Regions from separate parts of the Sus scrofa genome. Here all the other regions are linked to region 3. A link is a contact called in public HiChIP or PLAC-seq data. All regions are on one chromosome and are shown on one strand. The core of a region is the stretch at or near the end of the contact, and the rest is flanking DNA. Distances in the headings are between cores, read along the strand shown.

The links. HiChIP or PLAC-seq counts read pairs in DNA pulled down with a chosen protein or histone mark.
Region 1: an H3K27ac HiChIP or PLAC-seq map of alveolar macrophages shows a contact between it and region 3. The contact joins the promoter of NAB2 here to the promoter of MBD6 in region 3. A contact is called at or near these places in 2 of 47 Hi-C or Micro-C datasets (heart right ventricle and liver) and 1 of 2 datasets of contacts at active chromatin or transcription factors (alveolar macrophages).
Region 2: an H3K27ac HiChIP or PLAC-seq map of alveolar macrophages shows a contact between it and region 3. The contact joins the promoter of EEF1AKMT3 here to the promoter of MBD6 in region 3. A contact is called at or near these places in 1 of 47 Hi-C or Micro-C datasets (liver) and 1 of 2 datasets of contacts at active chromatin or transcription factors (alveolar macrophages).

The regions. Positions count from the first base shown.
Region 1 is chr5:22,397,654-22,402,177 of Sscrofa11.1, forward strand. It overlaps NAB2 (NGFI-A-binding protein 2), which reads left to right and starts at 2,622. Exons shown (of 7, transcript XM_001929485.5): 1 at 2,622-2,977; 2 at 4,420-4,524. The coding sequence starts at 2,895.
Region 2 is chr5:23,059,806-23,064,851 of Sscrofa11.1, forward strand. EEF1AKMT3 (protein-lysine methyltransferase METTL21B) reads left to right here and starts at 3,309. Exons shown (of 8, transcript XM_021091900.1): 1 at 3,309-3,962; 2 at 4,075-4,186. The coding sequence starts at 3,786. It overlaps METTL1 (tRNA (guanine-N(7)-)-methyltransferase), which reads right to left and starts at 3,220. Exons shown (of 6, transcript XM_003360738.4): 1 at 3,050-3,220; 2 at 2,029-2,192; 3 at 947-1,131; 4 at 741-854; 5 at 482-583; 6 at 1-333. The coding sequence starts at 3,162. The coding sequence ends at 178.
Region 3 is chr5:22,787,713-22,792,517 of Sscrofa11.1, forward strand. MBD6 (methyl-CpG-binding domain protein 6) reads left to right here and starts at 2,508. Exons shown (of 14, transcript XM_013997655.2): 1 at 2,508-4,364. It also overlaps a transcript of DDIT3 not described here.

The DNA of each region.
Region 1 (4,524 bases), core at 1,372-3,871, 390 kb before region 3:
TAGACAATAAACTAACCCTTGATTAAATGAGATCAATAGCTCAGCTCTGTGTGCCCCTGAGAACAATGAGGTAACGGGATGGGGGGGTGGGAGAGTGAAGCAGGTGAGTGGGTAGTGAAGTGGCTTGAGCCACACTGGGGAAAATGGGGCCCAGGGAGAAAAGAGAAGAAATTAAGATTTTTGTATTTGCCCCCACCCCTTTTTTGTCAACCTCCCCCCACCTGTCTCTTATCTTTATTGTTTTTCTGTAGTTTTTCATAGTCCCAGTCTCTTTGTGTCTCTGTCTCCATTTGCTAAAGGCTGGAAATTCCTTGTTCTCAACGGAAGGGAGTAGGAGGGGAGTTGGAGGTGGTAGGAGTGGGAGGTAAGAGAAGAACAGACATCTCAGCAGCTCCGGCTGCGGGGGCGTCTGGGCCTCTGGCGGGGCTTGACAAGTCAATGATTTTTTAAATGTGCATATTTTTAAATCCACACAGAGGGGCTCACAAACCTAGAGAGAGACAGAGACACAGACACACAAGTCGATGTAAAGAAGCATATAAATACATAATCTCAGGGTACAGAGGCACCAACTGGCACTAGCGTCTTAAATTTGCTTATTAGCATTTCACAATTCACAGAGTTTTCATATACACCCTCTCATTTGACCCTCACGACACCCGAGAAACAAAGATATAAACACCCCGGAGTTTCAATCTCAAACACAAGTTCGCACTCAGAAATTATCCCTTCTGATCCCTAGGGGAGTTGGCTGAGCCAGTGCAAAGGATTTTTCTCCCCCAATTTTTCTCTCTGGCCTAGTACCCGCCCCAGGACCGTGGAGCCCAGGCCCCAGAATAGGCTCCTCCCTCATCTCCTTTCCAGGGCCGGGACTCTAGCGCCCGGCGCCCACTTGGTCACCGCCCCCTTGATTCACGCCCTATTCAGCCGTCTTCCCCGGGCCAGCCAGCGTCTCCCTTCGGATCCGGGGGCTCAGCACCGCCCCTAGGGGGCCCGGGTGGGAGGGAGGGGGGCGCCTGGAGCAGAGACTGTGTGGGCGGAGGATGTGCGTCACGGGGAGCGTGGGCAGAGGGAGGGAGGAGGCACGTGGAAACCCCGGGCCAGCCGCTGGCGCCCAGGTTCTAAAATAACCGGGAGAGAGTGGGGGAGGGGCGCCCACACATTTAAGAGGGGTCGAGGAGTGTCTCCGCCGGGAGCCGGTGTAGGCGCGCCCTCCAGTTGTAGAACCGAGGACTCGGTTCGCTCCCGATCACCCTCCAACCCCATTTTGGGGGCTTCATGGAACGGACAAGAGAATCTTGGCTACTGAAATTCCCCCCAGTGGTGCACCTCTCTTCTCCTGTCCCACCCGGAGACGGGAGGGTCCCCTCGCCAGGCCGGAATGTAGAACCAGCCCTGGCCCACGCTACCCACTCCTTGCTGGCCCGGGCCACTCAGAAGTGCTGAATGATGGGTGGGGCTGAGATTTTGGATTAGGGGGAATTTTGCCGCCCCTCCTCCTTCATTTCCTCGGGGCGTAGAGCCGCTGGGCCGGGCTCTAAGAGACCCCGCCAGTCGGCCCTCTCAGCCGTGGGCGGGAGTGTAATGGGAACCAGATGGGGCTGGGAAAAAGAAAGGGGAGGGATGGTGGGTGGCAGAGAGGGGCAAAGCTCCTTGAAGGAGCTCCTCCCTCCTACTCCTCGGTAGGGAGCCACGTCGGTAGGGAGCCACGTCCGACGCGCCCGGCCTCCGCCGGTCTCCCACTTGACTCCGGCGAAATACCTTCACAGACGTCCCTAGAAGGGGTATCCTCCTCCCAAAGTTGCCACACAGAATTCCCCAGAGGTAGGTCCCCATTCTCAGCAAATAGGATGCTACTAGCGGAAGAAGGCAGGATACCCCTCCCATCCTTGCCTGACCTAAGCACTAACAACCCAGCGCGACTAATAGACGCGCGTCTAAGCAGCAGGTTATGGCAAACCCCGCCCATTTCTGTTCCCCGAACTTCGACGTGGTTTGGGAAGAGTGCGAGGATCTGTGAGGGATTCCTGCAGAGCTCCACGTTCACAGATCTGTCCTAAGTGCACACTCTACGGGAGTCAGAAGCACCCACGAGAGGAGCCGCGCACCCCAGTCTCCCAACTTTTCCTGGCTCACTCCTAACATTCACACGTATAGCACCGCGAAGCCCGAGTGTGGGCAGCAGGCGACCGGGTAGTTGTTTAGGCGCGTGTGCCCGTCGGTGTGCTTCTCTGTGTCTTTGTGTACCTGTGCGTGGTTGTGAAACTCCGCTCTCTGCTCAGAGGGGAAGGAGGAGTGGGAGTAAGAATGTCGCCGGCTGGGCGCTCACGTGGGTACGTGGGCGCGAAGAAGGCCGGCTGTGCATCCGGCGTAGGCGGCTCCGAGCGACCTCGCCCCGCCCGCTGAGTCCCCAAGCCCGCCTTCCACAGCCCGGCCTCGGTCACTTTAGTCCCCAACTCGGCGCCCTGGCGCCGAGTCCCCGCCCCCGCCTCCTGCTCCACACCCCCCTCCCCACATTCTCCGCCTCTCTCCGCCTCTCTGCTGAGGCTTCTCCACCGCCGGCCGAGAGGCCCGGGCGCCCGCCCCCCGCCCACAAGCCTCCGCCCCCGGCTCGGCCCACGCCCTCCGCCCGCCTGGCAGCCAGTGCTGCGCCGGGCCTCGCTCCCCGTGCGTCCTGCGGGGGCGGAGGCGCGGAGAGGCGGCAAGCGCAGCCGGGGAGGGGGGGGGTAGAGGCACAGACAGAGGCGCGGAGGCTCGGAGAGAGGAGACGTGGAGGAAGGGACGGAGCCCGGACAGCGGCGGACACGGCCTCGCGCGCCAGGAAGATCGCAGCACACAGAAGGCGCCGAGCGCCGGACACTGAGAGGGGCATCCCCGGTGGTCTCCAGCCGTCCATGCACAGAGCTCCCTCCCCCACTGCCGAGCAGCCGCCGGGCGGAGGGGACAGCGCCCGCCGGACCCCTCAGCCCAGACTCAAGTAAGTGGGCAAAGGGAAGCGGCGGGGAGTGGAAATGGGTGGAGCTGGACTCGGGGAAAGGGGTCCGGAGGGCGGAGGTCGAGGAGAGGACTAGGGGAAGAGGGACGGGGGTGGGGGGTGGAGACTGATGGAAAGGGGGTGCGCCTTCGAATTAGGGGGCCATGGGAGCAGGCAGGGATCTGATGAAGCTGGATGTGAAGGAATAGTATCTAATTCTCCATTCCTCGTTTACTCTGTGAGCATGACCTGGCCTGTGAGCCCCTGCAAAGAATGTGGGGGCTCCTAAGTGCCAGGGGAAGCCCTGGAGTTCTAGCTGGCAACAGTGCTGGGGAAGAGCCGCTCAGCTGGCACAATCTGTGGTTGGCATGGAGCGCGCCGCTTTGGGGTCGGGAGAAGTCGGCGCCTTTGAACCAAGAGCGCATCAGAGCGGCTCTGCAGGAGCAGGACGTGCCTTAGGCGTCTATTTCCATTTCCGTACCTTTATTTACAGAGTGGGGAGGGGAGTTTCGGTGTGCAGCCCCTCCCTCAAGAGGCCTTGAGTCGCTCCCCCACTCCACTTGAAGATGTGGATGGAAAAAGGGAGAGAGGGGTAGGCGGGAGCCCCCCGGCGGTTTTCGCCCACGGACGCTACCACCGTGGGAGTGTGTGTGGGCGGAACGGGCCGCAAAGCAGAACAATTGAGGCACTTCTCCCCTCCCCTGTGCCTGAGCTGAAGGGATGGGCCTACCTCTGGAGCAGGTGGGAAGGTCACTGCTGGGAGAGGGACCAACCGAGGGCCACTGGGCAGTCTGGAAGAGGGGGGAGGTTCTGGGGAGAGACAGCAGGAAAATGCCTAATCCTTGGGGAAGGCTTAGCAGAGGTGGGAAAAGGTAGCAGAGTAGGGGTCTGCTTGGCTCCTTGAGCTGAAAAGGGCAGGGAAGCCACACCCTCTGCCTCAGCCACATGAGCATAATGCCACCAGAGAATAAAGCTGCCCAGGTGTCCATTGTAGGGAGGTGGGGGCTCATACATTCACCTCAGTGTGGGAAGCTAACTTGTGTAATGTTGAGATTGCTGGGTGTTTGGGGGGAAGACGAGGACTGTGTTCTGGAGGAGAGGGTGGTCCAGCCATCACCGGGGTGTGCTGGCTGGCTTCAGCGCGCAAGGTCTCCTTGTGCCAGGCCAGAAAAGTAAAAGTTGAGGATGGGGGAACAGAGCCTTTGACTTCCACAAAGACCAGTATGGTTTTTAGTACTTCTGGCCAGTTTGGGATGGCATTAGCATGGCTGTGACTCTGAGCAGTGGTTGGTTCTTGTGGTTTGGGCTCCGACCTAGGCACTGGGCAGAGAGAGCATTCGGAAGAGGGGTGGGAAAGAGAAAACAACCGTGAACGTGTGTTCGTACCCAGCAAGGAGGACTTGCACTGACCGCCATCCCCTCTCTGTCCTGTGCCTCCTTCTCAGGCCCAGTGCCCGAGCCATGGCCCTGCCTCGGACACTGGGGGAGCTGCAGCTGTACCGGGTCCTGCAGCGCGCCAATCTCCTTTCCTACTATGAGACCTTCATCCA
Region 2 (5,046 bases), core at 2,059-4,558, 270 kb after region 3:
GAGGAGTCAGGGGTAGTCATGTACTTCAGGGTTCTGCCCGGGGTAATTCTTCAACTTCTTTGAGAGACTGCTGCCTCTCAGCCCTAGCAGGCTCAGCAGGGAAGGTCCAGGGGCCCAGTCTTCTTTCCAGTCCCTGGAAGATGGGGTCCAGCTAAGGCCAGGTCAGCAAAGGCAAAGTCAGTGACCAGGAGGGGTGGGACTAGGGGTCACTGCCTGGAGGGTGGGATCCTGTATCCTTCGGAAGATGGCTGGGAAATTCTTCCCTCCATTGCGTAGAACTTTCTTTCCCTCCTCGGTTGAGGTGCCCAGATGTCCCACAATGGGGTCTTCACTCTGGGAGAAGGAAGGGTCCAATGAATCTTCACCCACTGTTCAGGCCGCCCCTGACCCCAAGACTCCTGTCCCACCCTCCTGGCATGAAATTGAATTCAAAAAACATAGAACCATTCTGGAAAAGGTCTTTCCAGAAATCTCTGCTTACCAGCTCCTCCAAAGGCACACGCTCAAACAGGGGGTGCCCTTCAAAATGGGTGCACATCCAGTCATGTAGCTCCAGCACGTCAGTTATGGTATATACCAGCCCCTGCACAGGCAGAATCACCCGAGACAGGGGGCTGTACGCCATTGAGCAGCAGGATGATAGGAGTGGTGGTGAGTATCAAAGGCAACCCCACTGAATTCTTAGTGGAAGGCCCCTGAATAGGCCACCCATCCCATCTTCCCTCCCACTCCCAACTCACCCCAACACTCAGCACATAGGCATATTCTGCCAGCAGTGTGGGGCTGATGATTCGCCACTTGTGCTTTGTCCGCTTGAAATGTGGGTCAGGGAAGAGGAAGAACATCTTTGTCAGCTGTGAGACAGACGTGCACCAACAGGGTTGTGAGAGCCTGGCCTCCATGCCCTACCTGCCTACCAGCCCAAACCACCAGGGCCCCTCCCCACCTGGCCTTTGCGGAAGAAGTTAGGAAGATGTTTCATGGCATTGCTACGGAGACAGGCGATGTTCTGGAAGCCACCTCCAGGAGCTGCTCGTAGGGCCCGAATCCGATCTTGTACATAGTCTGAGACTTTCACCCGGATCTCCAGACCCAGCATCAGTGTGTCTGGGAACAGCGGTGACAGTGCCACTGAACACAGACATAGGAATGGAATCATCAACCTCATACTTGCGAGATGTGCAAAGGGGTCAACACAGGAAAGGAAGCCTCAATCTGCAAGTACCAAAATCAGTAATGGGAAGTGTGGCCAGCCAGCTACCTGCGCAGTTGGCCCTGTGCTGGAGAAGTGGGCTGGGGGAGACTCACAAGGACTGGAAGAGGGAGGGCCAGGGAATACATGTATCTTTGCAAGTGCTTTAAAGTTTTCACACATTGTTTCATTTAATCTTCACATACTATGTGGTAAATTGCAAAGATGAGAAAACTGACTGTCTGAAATGCCCAAAATCACAGAGCTAAGAAGAGGGAGAACTGGAACTCGAACCAAGGTTTCCTGCCACCAAGTACCATGCTCTTCCTCTCTGTTGTGCCGTTAAGTCTATGGAGAAGTGGGTCCAGCATGCATGACTGGGATGATACAGACAATACAAGAGAAATTTGACAATATGAGCTCAGAGAAGGAATGAGTTCTGGTGAGGAATGGGGGCGGGGGAGGGGTGGTGGTGGAATCCCTGAGAAAGACAGTTCAGGATCACTGGCCACAGTGACTAATCTCTGACGCTTGTGCTGACCAGCTCACTGACCCGGCACCTCGCAGGTGAAATGGCTCATGTAGGGACTGGGGCCGGGGCGGGACTAGACAGGACAAGCCAAGTTTAAGAGTTTTTAAGGCAGCCCCCTCCCTTCTCCAGGGCAAAGGCCACAGACCCGGAGTGGAGAGAAGGTGGAGGTTCTCCACACTGATGTCACAGCACCAGCGTCTGGTCTGAAGGGGAAAGGCCAACTACCAGCCCCCACCAAACCTGCTGAGGTGGCAGAACCTAGGCATTGCCTCTCTTTGCCACAGAGAAAGGGCCAGAGTGTTACCTAACAGGCCACCATAACCACAGCCTATGTCTGCAAACTCCACTTGGGCCTGAGCTCTCTTTTCTTTCTCATCTTTTGGGTCATCGTGGCTCTGATTTTGAGTCGGTGGAGTGAAGAACTCTGGATATAGCTCAGACCAGTCCATGTCCTCTGGCTTCACAGGGCTATTGGAGAGAAGACGTGAGAAACATGAGAAGGATGGTCATGTCGTTGCAGAAGTGATACAACATGTGTGTGGGTGGATGGATGAGGGTAGGAAGTAGGTTAAAGGAGTGTTTCTCAAAAATTCTGTAAGAGCGGGTCCTGTGGCATCTAGGACTCACAATGGAAACTACCCTTAACTCCCAGTGTGAATCATAGACCCATCATGAGGCCCATTAATTGCTGATTTGCCCATCTCCATTTCCAGGGGTTGATGTAACTCTAGCCAGGCACCTCTCCTTTCCGGGGCACAAGTTCCCTTTGTCCCAGAGACTGGCTGCCTAAGACAGTGGGACCTTACTTTGCTATTGAAATGTTCTGTGGGAAGAGGAAAGTGGGCGGGATTGTATATACGTCTGTCTTTTTGTTAAATTCTATAAATGAAACTGAAAGACAGACTCTTCCATAAGTCTAGTTTCGATAACAATTTTTTTTTCTCCTCACTTGCGGCATGCGGAAGTTCCCGGGCCAGGGATCGAACCCGCGCCACAGCAGCGACCTGAGCCACTGCAGTGAAAATGCTGGATCCTTACCCCGCTGTGCCGCAAGGTAACTCTTTTGCAACAATTTTTTTTCACTTTCCAGACTTGCACCGCTACCCAGACTTCGGCCAGAACGCCACGCCCCCTCCCAACGTGCCAACTCCGCGCTCTGCCAAATCTCCCTGACCCACCTCCAAAATGACGTCACCCAGTTGATTTCTCCGAGTCTAACCTAAACCTTCCAACCGTCCCAGCACAATAGCTCTTCCGCGCTGCACCGCGCTATTTTGGGGGTCCTACCTTCCTTTCCCTCCCCGCCCCCCGCCCTGCTCACTCACTAGCACAGTGTATGGTCTGCCATGGGGTTGGAGTGAGCCCGCTGTCGATAGTAGCGCTTCTGAGGCTGCGAGGCTTCGGCTTCTGCCGCGTCCCGAGTCTCGGCACCCGCCATGATCCCTAGCGGCAGTTTCTCTACGGAACCCACGTGGAGACAGAGGTTCTGGGCGCAGGATAATGACGCAATCAGACACGTTGCGAGCAGAGCCCGCCCCTTAAAGTCCCAAGAGCGAATTCGGCTGGGCCTGGCAGGGCGGGGCCGCAGGGGGCCGCAGGGGGCCGGTACGGGAGGGCTCCTCCGCGCCGCTGGTCTTCAACACACTGGCAAGGCTAGATCTGCACCGAGCCTCTTTCCTTAGCCTGCTTCTACTTGGTCTGGGTTACACTCTTGGTTGCAGGCCCCTGTGCCCCTCGCTGGTGAGAGGGGTCCGAGGACCCCGCTTCCTATGGTGAATTAATCCTCGCTCCTCTCCCCTCCCCCTGGTCTCCAGGCATTCAGCTGGATCTGACCCTCGCGGTCCCGCGTGAGTCCCGTCCGGTGTGCGCTGGAGCCCTGAGCCAGAGAGGCCGCTCCTCATTCCACGTCCAGGAAGTCAAACTGGAGGAAAGAAGGCAAACTCGCGGAGGCGGGGCTCGGTGCCACGGGGCAGCCGAGACTGCCCACGGCCCCCCAACCCCCACCCCGCTTCAGCTCTGGGATCCGAGTGCCCACCGGCGTCCCTGCACTCTCTTTGCCAGATGGCAGACCCCCGCCCAGATCCTGAATCAGAGCCCGAATCGGTGTTCCCACGGGAGGTCGGGCTCTTCGCCGACTCTTACTCGGAGAAGAGCCGGTTCTGCTTCTGTGGGCACGAGCTGAGCATCACAGAGAACTTCGGATCCCGCCTTGGCGTGGCAGCGCGCGTGTGGGACGCGGTGAGGAGTGGGCGGCTCTGGGCTAGGGTCCGCGGGAGGTCCAGACCCCGGACTTGCCTCCTTCCATATGGAGCCATCCCCGCTACAGTCTTTTCTCTTTTTTCTTCTGTAGGCTCTGAGCCTGTGCAACTATTTCGAGAGTCAAAATGTGGATTTCCGAGGCAAGAAAGTGATCGAACTGGGAGCGGGGACGGGCATCGTGGGTATCCTGGCAGCACTGCAGGGTGCGTGAGCTTTGCGGTGGGAGATGGTGGAGGGGGTACGGGACAGGGATATGAAGTTTTCTTCCTGAATTCTTGGGAGAGGGGAGTATTTTGGGACCAGCCCAGTCTCTTCTTTTTAACGAATCTTCCCCCACCCCCAGCCCACCTCCACCTGCTCTTGTGTGGCCAGACAGCGCTGGTTGGCTGTAATAGCACCCAAGGTGGTTGATTTGGAGGCAGGAAACAAAAATCCGGCAGGCCTTAGCAGAAGGAATTTTTCCTGCGTTTTTGCTCTTTGTGATTTTTTGTGGACTATGCTGTCATGTAAAATCTTTGCTTTGGTTATGGTCTTCTGTCAAAGCGCATATATGGGGGTACCCTGTAGGGGGAGCAGTCTGCAGGTATTAAATCTCATAAGTACTTTGTAACTTCATTGCGAGTATATTTTTGATTCTTTAGGTTTTGATTGCTTGGGAGGAGCAAGCTTATGAGTTTCTGAGGGTTAAAATGTGTTTTGTGGGAAGCAGGGTAGAAATTAGGCACTTCAGACTCAGGAAAGGAAATGGTAAGGAAAATTTTGCTTCATTTTTGTCAAGAACCAAAAACTACAAAGGAAACAGTTCCTTGGTTTATAATCTAATGGGCAGGCAAAACTTCACACTGAAAAGATTCCTTTAAAAACACTTATGGGAGTTCCTGTTGTGTCACAGAGGAAACAATCCTAGTATTGATGAGGATGCAGGTTTGATCCCCGGCCTTGCTTAGTGGGTTAAGGATCCGGTGTTGCTCTGAGCTGTGGTGTGGGTCGCAGCCACAGCTCAGATACCAAATTGCTGTGACTGTGGTGCAGACCAGCAGCTGTAGCTCCAATTTGACCCCTA
Region 3 (4,805 bases), core at 1,258-3,757:
CCTCTGTGCCACAAGAGAACTCCAAAACTTACCTGATGCTTCAAAACCCCAGAATCAACACTTCTCACCAATTCCATTGTTTCTAATCAAGTTACTGTCATCTCTCTTGGGTGACTGCAGAAGCCTCTTGACTAAAAGGTCTCCCAGTTTTTGTTCCAGCCACCCCTCTCAGAGTTTATTTACAACAGCAGGCAAGGTGAGCCATTTAAAACTTATGTCAAGGAATTCCCATAGTGGCTCAGTGGTTAATGAACCTGACCAGTATCCATGAGTACGTGGGTTCCATCCCTGGCCTTGCTCAGTGGGTTAAGGATCCAGCATTGCCGTGAGCTGTGGTGTAGGCCGCAGACTCGGCTTGGATCCTGCCTTGCTGTGGCTGTGGTGTAGGCTGGCAGCTACAGCTCCAATTGGACCCCTAGCCTAGGAACCTCCATATGCCACAGGTGTCGCCCTAAAAGGACAAAAAGACCAAAAAAACCCAAAACACCTTATGTCAAGCCATGTCACTCCTCTGTTCAAAATCTTCCAGTTTCACACATAATAAAGGCTGAAGTCCTTAAAATGGCTTAGAAGGCCCTCCATAATCTGCTCCTCCCTCGCCTTGTTTTTCTCATTGACCACTCTCCCTCTTGCTCACTTCAGTCCAGCCAACTGGCCTCCTGTTCCCTAAAGATACTACACACGCTTCCACGTTAAGACCTGTGCTCTTGCTGTTCTTCACCTGGAGTGCTCTCCACATACTGCATGCCTTACTGCTTTGCCTCTATTTAGGTCTCTCATTTAAATGTCACCTCCGAAAGGGAATCCCTGACCACTCAGGTAAACTGTATTCTCCTCTCTGAGCATTCTCTACCCCTCCATGCCTTAGCTTTTCCCGTGGCACTTACATATTTGCTTACTGTATGCCTTTTCCTACTGCAATGGAAGCTCTGGGAGAGCAGAGAATTTTTTTTTTTTTCTTTTGTCCATGGATGTATGCTGAGCCTCACACTGCATGGCACATAGGAGGTGCTGGTTAAATATTTGTTAGGAATGAATGGTGCATTCTCCCCTGTCCCTCATAGGGATAAGGAGGATGAAGCCCAGAGGCAGAGCAGCAGCTGCCTATCCCTGGGGACTGTAGACGCAATACCGTCCTGAGTGTTTCTCTGCAGGGCTGTCCTCCCTGGGGAACCCTCCTTGCCTTCCAGTGTGTGGGACATAGCTTTCATCAGCAGTGGAGCCGCAGGCCAGAGGGCTGCAGAGCCGAGCAGGGGGCTAGCTAGCCTGATGCAATGGTTACACAGAGATTAGTTGGAGACAGGACACGGGGAAGGAGGCATAGACCAATCCCAGGGGAAGGACAATTCATTGGGGAGACCCCAAATGGCTTTCCTCACTTAAAAGATCCGGGATGCTCTCTTGTGCAGGAGACCCAGGGAGCTCTGAGGAAAGGGAAAACCCATCTCCGCTCCCGGTTCATGGGCACCCCTCTTCCCAAAGGCTTGTGTCAGCCTCTTTAAGATTCTGTCCTCTGCAAGGGCGCGGAAAAAATGTCCTGTGGAGGGTCCAGAAGCCCCAGCTACTGACGTGGCTATGCTGGCCCCGAGACGCTGCGGCTGAGACAGGATTGGGGGTGGGGAAGGGGCAGGGCCGATGGTGGCAAAGCCGGTTAGCTACGGTCACCAGGCTTCTCGGCGCGGGGGTGTGTCCTGTTGCTCGGCCTCATACCGGACAGGCCTAACGAGGAGGCTTGGGGTCAGCAACCGGAGAAAATACATCTCCCGAGGGCCCCTTCACCGACCAACAGAGAGCACGGTCTGTGCTCCGGACATAGGTGGGATAATACTGTCTTGCCAAGGAAGAGAGTCCGTAAGCACCATTTCCGAATAAAAGATTCCCCTCACTCCACCGGACAGTCACCTCACCGCTTTGCAGAGGGGGTGGGGCCACATCCCAAAGAGCGGATGCCCTAACCTGGAGAGGACAACTGGTGTTCGCGAGGATGGGAGAGTAAAAAAATAGGGAATCAGTACTCGCCTCTCTCCTCAGGTTCCGGCTCTGATTTTGGCTCTGTCGCTGCCACCGGCTCATCTTCAACATGATATTCTCTAAGCCTTAGACTCAAGCCTCTGACCTCCGCAGCGCAGAGCTGGGATCTTTTAACAGGGCCTTGCCCTCCCCTCTGGGGCGGATCCAGAAGCCTACCAATCAGAAAGCGGCACGCTGGCGTTGGCCCCGCCTCATCCCCTACATCCGCCACTCAGGAGCTCCTCGGCCCCGCCCCCATCACCTCCTCCCGCTTGGGGGTCGACTTCGTGTTGGACCCGGAAGTGGCTTTGGGTCACGAGGCTTCGCGGAGGAGGTGAGTGAGTCATGCGCGCGCGCGGAGGGGAGAGCTGGAGGGGGGAGGGGAGGAAAGGGGGGCGGGGATGATGCAATGTTTGGCAACCGGTGTCTGCGCGCGCACGCGCGCAAGGGACTGAGAGGGTAGTGGGAGGTGCGGGGGGTGGGGGTGCGGGGAAGAGGCGAGAGGGCGGGGCGCCAGCTCCCGGCACCCAACGGCCCCAACGGTTTTCAACCCGTCACCCCTAAGCTGCGGTGTGAAATCTCTCTGCAGCTTGTCTCTCTCTAGAGCTCATGTTCCACCCACCTGACATTAGCCCCCGTTCTATTTCCTCCATAAGGGACTCCCATTTTCCTCGCTTACCACCCTCTCCCAGCTAATGGACAGAAGGTCTTTTAAACATCCTTCCTTTGAAAATTTGCATCCATCAAGATTGTTTGCATCCTCTCCAGTTTTCTTAAAGGGGTCTTTTCTTTTAGCCCCCTGATTTCTTCCAAAGAGGCTGAAGAACTTGAATCCCCTTGGTGGTCATTTTCAGTTCCTCCCCTCTGAAGAGCACCCTTAGACGTTTATCTTTGCAAAGTTTCTGATGAGCCCTCAGCAAGCCAGAATTCATGTTCATTGCCGGGTGGACCGGATTCTGTCCCCCCCCCCCCCCACGTGGTGCTCTGGTGCCCTTCACCCAAGCCTGGGCCCGCCCTTTTCAGTGTACCACACCTGCAAGTCCTGTGACTCCCTGCTGTGAGGAGCCGGGCCCAGGCCTCCTGACTTCTAGGTGGGCTACAGTAGAGCCTTGTTGCCTGGAACACTGCTTGCACGTGAGCACACTACTGCTATGGAGTGGATTGTCAGGAGCCCAGATTCTAGCTTCAGCGGTCCTTCACTTGTCCATGAATCCTAGGGCAGCCACCTAATCTCTCTGTGCCTCGCCGTTCTGGTTCTCAAATACAAGATAATGAATTGTGAAAGTAAAATGAAAGACTTACGAACTTGGAGGCAGCTTGAACAAAAATGAAAAGCACCATGCAAAATTCAAAGTATTTTTCCAGTGCCATTAGGTAGAAAACATAGGCCATGTGGTGTCCTGTTACATATCCTCATACCCTCATGGGGGCAGCCAGAGTTTGTCCTAAGTAGAAACTGTCATAAGACCGCTTGTCGCTAGATAGCAGGTATAGGTGGTAGCGTGACGGTGACAAGTCCTTGGCCAGGCCTGCACCATTGCTCTAGACCTCCATTTCTCCTTCTGTAAGTGGAGGCGGGGGTGGATTGGACCAGATGGTCTCTCCTGGTCCAAAGACATGACCAGGTCGTCAGTGACAGGCAGAGGTCATGTGACTTGACAGGCCGGGGTCGTGTTGTGACATGTTGACCTGGGGAGGCGGGTCAAGTCTCAGCACACTACCCGGGAAGCCTTTGGGGCGGGGCAGGGCAAGTCGCGACTTTCATCTTTTGGGGCCAGCTCCTCCCGGACCTGGCATTCCTGGTTCCCCTAACAGATTGCGGCTTCGGAAGGGGCCCCTCCCCGAGGAGGGCTGGGATTGGCCACCAGTGGCCTGGGAAGAGGCTCGGATCCTTCCGCGGAGGGCGGGGGGCCGCGTGGGGTGTTTGTTCTCTTGGGGATTAATGGGGGGTTGTGGGGGAGGGGTAGGCGCGCTCCCGCATGCGCACTGCGACCCCTCCTGTTGGCTCGTCGTTGTCCGCTGGGCGGGGGCCCGGCCCCGCCCCTCTCCCGTCCGGGCAGCGGCGGCGGTGGCGGCGGCGGCGGCGGCGGCGGCAGCGGCGGCAGCGACGGCGGCGGCGGTAGCAGCCTGCGCAGTGCCTTCTGGGAACGGAATCCCCAGGGCTGCCCCTGGCCCCCATGGCGCATGCGCGGGAGGCCGCTCGGTGATCCGCGGCGGCGGCGGCGGCGCTTCCTGCTAGGACCGGCCAGGGCCGTACCGGAGGCTCGGGCTCCACCGACCCTCCTCCCACTCCCTCCCACTTACCCTCTGGGCCGCGACTGCGCAGGGCGGGGCCGGCCGAACCATGGGCCGCGGTGAGTGCAGGGCCCGGCCCCCCACCTCGCCCCTCCCCCTCCCCTCCCCTCCTGTCCCTACCCTCTGCCCCCGCGTCCTCTCGGCCTCTTTTCCCTGGCCCCATCCCCACTCCCCCGCCCTCACCTGCCCCCACCGTTTTTCCCTCTCACTGCTTGACTTTTGCCTTCTTCACCTCCTTCCCCTCAGTGCTTTGCCCACCCTCTACCCGCCCTCTCCCCAAGTTCCTTCCTACTTCATACGCCTTCCCCTCCTCCCCAAGCTGAGGGAAGCAGGCTGGGTGACAGGGCGCCTTGTTATGAGAGGGAAAGTTTAGAAGCCGCCAGTGTGGGGTGGGAGCGATGGTAAGGTTGGGGAGGATACTTGCAGGTTTGGAGGGCGTCCCCGTATATCAGAAGAGAATCCCTCTTGGAGCTAATTTGAAGCCAGTGGGACAGGAGGTG